Linked DNA regions of Sus scrofa: region 1 is linked to region 2. The links are chromatin contacts, called in public Hi-C maps. All regions are on one chromosome and are shown on one strand. The core of a region is the stretch at or near the end of the contact, and the rest is flanking DNA. Distances in the headings are between cores, read along the strand shown. Region 1 has its middle 46 kb from the start of CTBP2. Region 2 overlaps CTBP2 (C-terminal-binding protein 2).

The links. A called contact is a pair of places that touch in the nucleus more often than the background predicts.
Region 1: a Hi-C map of skeletal muscle shows a contact between it and region 2, with 2.7 times the contacts expected there. The contact joins two enhancer-like sites. A contact is called at or near these places in 8 of 47 Hi-C or Micro-C datasets (embryonic fibroblasts, fetal heart ventricle, heart right ventricle and 4 more) and 2 of 2 datasets of contacts at active chromatin or transcription factors (alveolar macrophages and skeletal muscle).

The regions. Positions count from the first base shown.
Region 1 is chr14:134,532,917-134,536,824 of Sscrofa11.1, reverse strand. No RefSeq gene overlaps it. Among named protein-coding and RNA genes, the nearest start is that of CTBP2, 46 kb to the right of the region's middle. Within about 2 kb of position 2,069, at least 14 of the 83 cell types and tissues checked have an H3K27ac peak or open chromatin away from gene starts, as enhancers often do. A contact at or near this core is called in skeletal muscle, where this site is marked.
Region 2 is chr14:134,387,609-134,392,105 of Sscrofa11.1, reverse strand. The region is part of intron 2 of CTBP2 (C-terminal-binding protein 2); the gene reads left to right. Among named protein-coding and RNA genes, the nearest start is that of CTBP2, 99 kb to the left of the region's middle. Within about 2 kb of position 2,290, at least 35 of the 83 cell types and tissues checked have an H3K27ac peak or open chromatin away from gene starts, as enhancers often do. A contact at or near this core is called in skeletal muscle, where this site is marked.

The sequences.
Region 1 (3,908 bases), core at 820-3,319, 140 kb before region 2:
TGGATCCAGCGTTGCTCTGGCTGTGGCTGTGGCGTAAGCCGGCAGCTTCAGCCAAAGTTCGACCCTTAGCCGGGGAACCTCCATATGCCGCAGGTGCAGCCCTAAAAAGACAGGAAAAAAAAAAAGTAAACACATAAATATACAAAGACACGTGGCATTTGCTGCAAACAACCCTCCTACTCAGAGCTCAGACCCTCCCGGGAGGAGAGAGAAGTGAAAGGCCCATCACGGGCTCTCCAGGGCTCACAGGGCGGGAGAAACAATTACATTCCCTGGGGAAATGGTTAGAAGGGACACGGGGTGCCAGGAGGGTACAGAGGGGTTCGCCCAGCCTGAGTAGGACCTGGGGAAGGCAGGGTCCTGACAGATGAGCTGGGTCCCCTGGACCCACCCAGCAGTCCCTGGGGAATCACCCCCTCCCATCTGCGTAGAGCAGGATGCAGGACCCGGGCCTGAGCAGTCAGGCAGGGAGACAGTTCCAGAAGCCTGGCCAGGCCTGGAAGTGAAGTTAGGAAATTAAGGGTCTCCTTCCACAGGGGGCGCTGTGCTCACAGGAATTGCAAGCCTGGAGCTGCGGGCCGCTGTCTGTCCCCACCCAGCCAGCCCTGCCTGAAAAAGGCAAGATACCTCCGCTTTGGGTTACCTGAGCCGGCACACAGTCCCTTGTGCCTAAATCGAGTTCCCATAACGTACATCAGTAGCTGTATTTCTTGCCTCCCAGTCCTGTTTCTGCACCCCTGGGACAGACCCAGGCAAACGGGACCCATTGGTCACCCTAGATTTACTTCCTTCTCTCGCTCTCTCCCGGTTCCCAGCTGTGGGTCAAAAGCAGTGGGAAGTAGGGAGGGGCCGGAGAGGAAGGGCACAGGCTTAGGAAGCCAGAGTCAGGCCCGCCCTCCCTGTTCCTGGCTGCTGAAGCCACTAAATCCGAGGACCAGGGGACCCACAGCTGGCAAGGTCCAGAACCCTGCAGAACCAGAGCCTCACACTTACGTGCGCAGTATGGCTGGAACCATCAGCAGGGTCCCTGAAAAGGAACACCCAACCCCAGCCATCCACCCACAGGGCTGGGGCCTCCAGAAGGGCCCCGCAGAGCAGTTTCCAGGCATCGCACTGGCCTTTGCAGTAAGTGGGGTCTTTTCCTGGTGATGCACTCTTTGCAATTTGATAAGCAAAAGAGAAAAGGGTGTAGGCAAGAAGTTTCTAGAAAACAAAGTTCTTTCTGGTTCCATGTGCCACCAGCCCCCAGGAAGCCCTTTTGAGGGTGATGCAAGGGAAAGAGTTCATTTCACATCCTCTTCTGGATTCTTAAAGCGTTTCCCCCGACCCCAGCCCCCCAAAACAGGAGGCTGGGCCTCCATCAGATGCTCAGGGAGGAGTTCCCACTGTGGCTCGGTGGGTTAAGAACCTGACTCGTATCCATGAGGCTGCGGGTTCGATCCCTGGCCTTGTGCAGTGGGTTAAGGATCCAGCATTGTTGCCAGCTGTGGCTCGGATCTGGCATGGCTGTGTCTCCGGTGTAGGCTGGCAGCTGCGGCTCCTATTCAGTCCCTGGCCTCGGAACTTCCCTATGCCCAGGGGCAGCCCTAAAAAGAAAAAAAATAAAAATAAAGATGCCGAGGGAGTCAGCCTCCAGGACCAGGAGATGATTGGTTTGCGAGGTGGAGGAGGAAGGAGCAGAGGCTGCCGTTTTTTGAGCAGGAAATGAGGGTGGAGATCCTGCTGGAAAGCTTTGCAGCCAAATAGAGCTCAATTCCCCCCACTTTCAACGATCTCTTTGCCTTGCTTTCTCTTTCTGTCAATATGCTATTATCTCCCGTGACTCCTGCCCTCCCAAGAAAAATGAGGCAGGAAATAGACAATATAATGGGAAATATGGCAAATGCACATTTCCTGTCAACAATATGCCTTACTAATAGATCGTCAGATGAGTATTTTATTAGAACAAAGATTATGACAGCTACAATATTTCCAGAGACAAACTAGGGGGGGATCAGAGTTAGAGGAATGTGGAAAGGGCTTTGCCAAGAATCAGCATGCCTTTGGGGCTTGGCTGTGTACCTCGGAGTCAGAAACCTACCCGTTCTAATCTTAGATCTGGCTCCAGTCTCCGTGTGGCCGGGAGCACCTCCCTCCCTTTTTCCCTCTGGCCGGAGGTCGATGACACCCAAGCCTGGTCCCCCTCCCCGCCCCCAGGCCTGAGGATAGGGGAGCCTTGCGGGGACGGCCCTGTAGATGCTGAGGCTTCCAGAGGTGGCTGTGATGGGTAGCCTGCCGATGCCTGGCTGTTCTTCCTGGGCCTGGCTGAGCTCTGCCCCAAGCAGATAGGTCCCCGGCCGTGCTCCTGCTGAGCTGGGGCTCTGAGCCCGAGCCCAGGGGCCCCCTTGGCCTGCCCGAAACCCACGCAGTGGATCCCCTCCAGGAATGCAGATGTCTTCCGAGTGCAGTGGGAGGGGTGGGTAAAGGGCAGAGTCTTCATGAAACTGCCTCCGCTGGTGTGTGCCCCAGAGAGCAGCTGGCATGGTCCCCATTTTACAAAGGAGGGACCCACTCACTCCCAGAGCTGAATTCAGAACCTGGGCCCTTGACTTGGGCCCACGTGGTCCTGTAGAATTGCTTCCACCTCCCAAAATATTATAATGCGTGTGGTTAGCAATGGATACGCCCCCTCCCCCGAGAGACCCGAGTGACCCACATGTGTGTCCCATTCCTTGAAGCCAAGAGCCAGTTGACCTTCATTCGTCACTTCTCCCTGGAGCCTATGGCAGCACCCAGCACCTAGTGAGTGCTCAGTAGCCATTTAGTGAATGAATGCATCCTGCAGGCATGTACCGTCTAACAGAGCAACTGCCCTGCTGTGGCCGCAGGGACAGGCAGAGACGCTCTCATCCCGTGGTTTGAGGACAAGACAGAAAGCGAACAAGTGCCGCCAACCCAGACACTCAGAATCCAATTTCCTTTCACCTCCCCAGAGAGGAGGAGGAAGGCTGGCTTCTCCCACGTCAGGGAGGACCGCGTGTCCAGAAACCAGAGTTCTCTGTGCTTTCTCAGCACGAGGAATTAATGAATTAATGAGCTCTAAGGTCTATTGCTGGGGAGGAGCGGGGGGAGGGGGGGTGGACGGGGCGGGGTGGCAGGTGGGGCTCCTTTTCTTCGGAATTTTGAAGAATGAGCCAAAGAAGAGCCCACACTTGATGGTTCCTCGGATCCAGAGCAGTGACTGGCAATGATGACTTCAACCTACACCACAGCTCGGCAACGCCGGATCGTTCACCCACGGAGAAAGGACAGGGACCGAACCCGCAACCTCATGGTTCCTAGTCGGATTCGTTAACCACTGCGCCACCACGGGAACTCCGCAATGATGACTTTGTCTCGTGAGTGGAGCGCTGAGACGAAAGCAAAAGGCAGAGACAGTCGCGTCCGTGGGGATCTTAATTTCCTTAGTAGCAAATTTATTTAAGATGCTCATCCCGAAGAGAGATTTGTCTGTGTGTGTTCCTTTTCAAACTTCACCAGGTTCTGAGGCAATACAGCCAGACCCATCAGGTTAGCAAAAATATCAAAAGGAAAGAGAAAGGAAAGAAGAAGATCATTTGGGGGTTTTACCAAAAACAAAAAGAGGGAGGGGTTCATCCCCAGAACAGGGTCTATAAATAGACCCCCCCCCAAAAAATAAGCAAGAAATAAAAATAGATTAAGCAAAACAAGAGTAATTTACTTATTTTAATTTAGCGATTTTAATTTTTTTCCATTATAGCTGGTTTACAGTGTTCTGCCACTTTCCTACTGTACAGCAGGGTGACCCAGTCACACATACACGTATGCATTCCTTTTTCTCATGTTATCAGGCTCCATCATAAGTGACTAGATACAGTTCCCAGAGCTATACAGCAGGATCTCATTGC
Region 2 (4,497 bases), core at 1,041-3,540:
ACTGTTCCCTCTTCAGAAGTGGGACTTCAGTAAGTGGCTTGCTGTGGCCACGGTACAGCAGCTCTTCCGCTTCGGGGAAGGGGCTTCCTGGCCTTTGGCCCCTGGTGAGGGGCACCCAAGGCGGGGGGGGGGGCGTGCAAGGCAGGGGAGCACGTTCAGAGGGTGACAGCCTTGTGGCTCACTCGTGAGTCCTGGGAGCACCTGTTTAGATCCTGAACCCCACTTCATCCAAAGTGTCTCTCCCAGGAGAGCAGCAAAAGTGAGACCTGACTTGGGCTCCCAGGTGTCCCCTTTCCTGGTTCTGCAGCTCTTGGGCTCCAGAGGAGCAAGCCCAGGGGCTGGCCAATTCTCTGATCCCTGGAAGCTTCTGCCCAGCTGGTGGGGGAGGGCAGGAGATCAGCAAGATGGGCTCCTGGCTGGGTCCACTCCAGCACTGGTGTCCTTGGGGCGGCCCGCTGGCCCTGCACGCCCGCCTCCGGCCACAGCCCTCCCTGAGGTCCAGGACTCTGGGAGTTTGGGTGGGTGGAGGGTGGCAGGTCTTGGGTCCAACCTAAATTTCATCTACATCACCTTGTTTTTTAAAGTCATGTATTGTGCTTCCCCCCACAGTTGTCCACATACCCGAGACTGAGTTTTAAATTCTCATTTCTGACATGAAATTGCATGTTTCTTGCTGGCTGCAGTGGGCAGTCTTGGTGGGGACCTCAGGTCCCAGACCAAGGATGGAGCCCGGGCTGCAGCGGCGAAAGCGAGTCCTCCCCTAGACCCCCAGGGAACGCCCGTGGGTCTTGCTCTTGATGGAGCAGCAGCTGCGTTTCTTCTCCGGAAAGCAGCAAACCCCGCCAGAATCCCGAAACAACTACTAGCATTTTCTCCTTAAGCCTGGGTGTAGAAAAAGTCACTTAGTGCAACACAGCAGGTAGTTTCCAGGTGGCTGTAATGTGCAGAAACTTGTCTACCTTCCCTGGGGGTAACGGGATGCTCTGCAGGTCCTGGAAGAGCAACAGGCCCTGGGAAGCGGAGTTTGGTGGTGGCGGGCGATGCTCGAAGAACCTGGCTGACTTGATTCTGTGATCTTTCTGTGTACACTGTGTGGCTTCACCTTTTAACACGGGTGAAATTAGGATACAGCTCACGCCATGCTGTGTGCGCACCGTCCGTCTGGGGCTTGGTGGTTTGTGGGAAGGGAGTGGCACTGGCTGTAGTTGGCGAAGGCTGGCACATGCACACACAAGGCGCCTCCCAGACACAGACGTGCACGAGGATACCTTTGTCCATTGACGAACTTGTAGTACGTTTTGCAGGTTTTCTCTTGCCTGTGATCTTTAAAGTGGGCGTCTTTGGGAAGCGTGGAAGCTGTGAATTCTGGCTTCTCTCCTGCCTGGTCTGGAAGGAAAGAGGCTCCATCTTTCAGACGTGGATGAAGCCGGACGCCCTCTGCCTGCTGTGCAGGGATTCAGGTCAGGTCCTAGCCGGGGAGTTTTTGTCCCACTGTAAAGCTTCTATGTAACCCAGCTCTGTCATTGTAACCGACAAACAGAACTCTGCTCCCGGAAGGCGTCCGCTTTTTATGAGAGTCCAGTGAGAAGCCTGAAACAGGACCCAGTTCATGAAAAGCCCCAGGCCTGGTTTCTGCACCAGCCAGCTGGAGGCCGGCTCCTCCTGGGTCTTGTGGACAGGAAGCGGGCTGGCTGGCCGGCCAGCCCAGCCGGTGCCCTGTGTCAGAGGAACAAAGGCCAGGCCAGCCTGTCACCCGAGGGAACAGGAGGGGGTCCTGAGGAGGGTTAGAGGGTACGTTGGAACTGGACAGAGCTGGCCGAGAGGCTTTGGGGGCCGGGGTTTTGTCCACAAATGAACTTGGCCCTATTTTAAGCCATGTTATGTACCAAGACTTCCTGTTTTTCCAAAGAAACCTCTTGTTTTGGTTTTTGCGATGATGGATTTATTGAAACATGGGCCATTCAACTGACCCACGCTGTTTTCCAACCAAAGAGTCAAGCTGGAGATGTTGTAAGCACCCCCTTCCCTAGAGATTGCTGCTCCTTCAGGAATATTTCAGCCTTGGTCACCCATCAGCGAGCCAACAAAGCGCCAACTGCCAGGCGGGGCCCTGGTTGGATGTCATAGCTGGGGGCTCGGCCCCTTGTTTAGCAGGGGCGGGGGCTGGGCTGGTCAGAGGACAATTGAAAGGGGGTTTTTGTTGTTCTCTGGGCTAAGTTAAGCCATGTGCCTCTCTCTTTCTAGGAGTGCTGGGCTGGCCAATCCGAGCCGCCCCAGTCCCACTCACTTCCTGCCGACCTTTCGACCCCGACAGATGTTTTTTCTTACAAGTGTCTTTAGGCTGCTCTACTCGCTGACCTCATCAAATTGTATTGGGGCCATTTTCATAAGTTTTGTTTCTGAACCTCCCTTTAACCCTTGCTGAGTCCGTCTGAGAAGAAGAGCGCTCTGCCTGCTGTTTGAGCTCGGGCTCGTCTCTCGTCTGTCCCCTTGTCTGTCCCCGGCGTAGTAAGGGGCTGAGCCCACCCCGTTTCCCAGGGCCGGATGGATGCACAGCGGGGAAGCCTCAGCTTCCACGAAAAGCTAGAGTGGAGACTCACACACCAAGAGTGCCGTGAAGGACCCGACAGCTCCCCGAGGGACCCTTCCAGAACTGCGGGCGCTGCATGTGGATCCGTGCCGCTGTCACAGCTCATCAGACTTGGGGGGCCACGTGTGCCTGGGAGATGGGACCCCAGTAGGTACCACCTCTCAGCGCCTGTGTGGGGGTTGGGAGTGATCTCGCCGAAGGACCCAGGCCCGTGGATGTTTCTGTGGCCTCTCCATCCCTCGTCCGAGAGACCAGAGCATCGTCTGCCCGGAGGCTGGGTCTTTTCTGGAGTCAGGACGATGGTGTCAGTATCTTGGCCTTTCTGCATAAAACAGCGTATAGCTTGGGGACCAGCACATTCCCAGAGGGGCGCTGGGTTGTGACTCCATCCGAAAGGACGTGGGCATTCTCTAGGCTCAGCCTTCTGAAATCCCCGGCGTGGGGGGAGCACCTTTGTCCGGGGAGCACCTGGGATGCTGAGGACTCGCCCAGAGCCTCGCCCAGAGCAGGTGTGGTGACTCAGATGGGTGACTGTGCTGGGTGTGCTCTCTGCAGTGTAGACGGCTTAGTTATTGAATGCGGCACAGCAGAATGTGTTCTCAGGCCAGCTGTGTACAGGTTGGTGAGTTCATGCTCAGAAAGCTCCTAGAGCAGTGCCCGCCTCACACGAAGCTCTCGGGGAGCCGTGGCCCTTCAAGTGACACTTGTAAAAACCATGGCAGCCTTTCAGGACCAGACAGCAGGAGTCACCGGTCCCCCTCTTCAGAGGAGCCGTGTCAAGGGCCGCCTACCTTTCTAACTGGACTTTTTTTTCTTCTTTTTTTTTTTTTTTAATAAGTTTAGTTTTTTCTTTATTTTATTGATCCTTCCCTTGGCTGTTCCTGGCTTCCGGTCTGGGGGCTCCCCAGGAGGAGGCGGGCGTGTTGACAGGGTTCAGGGCTGGGGGTGCGCCTCGCTGCAGTGTGGCAGCACCTTTCCAACCTGGCTGGTGTGCCTTGAGCTGGCTCCAGATTTTTCCCAATAACTAACACCTCTGCAGAGCAGCTGGGTTGACCTGGGAGTTGTAGGAATGAGCAGAAAGCTGGGCTAAGAGGGACCTGGTGGGGTTGAGTCTCCCTCCGGCTCTCTATCTGTGAGGCCAGCAGTTTGGATTTGTCAACTTGTCAAATCTTGGAATGTTCCAGAAATGCCGTGGTTCCAAGAAACCACCGAAAGCCACAGGAGCATGTGTGGACGTGTGTGTGTGTGTGTGTGTGTGGACGTGTGTGTGTGTGTGTGTGTGTGGACGTGTGTGTGTACACTTGCATCCACAGTTACGCTCCAGGGCCTTTTCTGACTTTTGGGCTCCTGGCAGGGTGGCTGGTAGGTCAGCTCCCCTCTGTCCTTTCACGTTTCGCAGGAAACTGAAGCTCTGTGCGGGCTCCCTTTCATGGTCCCTGCGTCCTTTCTGCTCTGAATCGGAGAGCTCACCTTTCATAGTTGCGGTTCAAGGACCTCGTCTAAGATCAGAAAGCAGGAGGGCCTGTGTATCGGTGCGTCACCCTGCAGCAGGAGGCCTCAAAGGCCGCGTGCTTCCTGGAGGGCCCCGTTTTTGATAGAGCTTTTTAACGCCCCAGATTTATGGGTGTGTGTGAGTCAGAGCGGAGACCCCAGAGCGCCCTGCACGGTGAGCACAGCCTTGGAATTGACCGAAGCGACTGAAAATCTCAGCAGACTTTCCGTCTCTGGGCCTGTGGGCACCACGAAGTGTGAAGAATGCAGGTTACAGACCTGGGTTTATCAGACAGACCTGGTGGTGTCCGCGCCGGTGGCTGAGGATTTGTAGCATTTTGGTGGCTTCTGGTTAACATTCTTTGTCCTGGAGGTGAGGGATGCGTGGTACTGCCGCCGGGCAGATGGGTACTGTT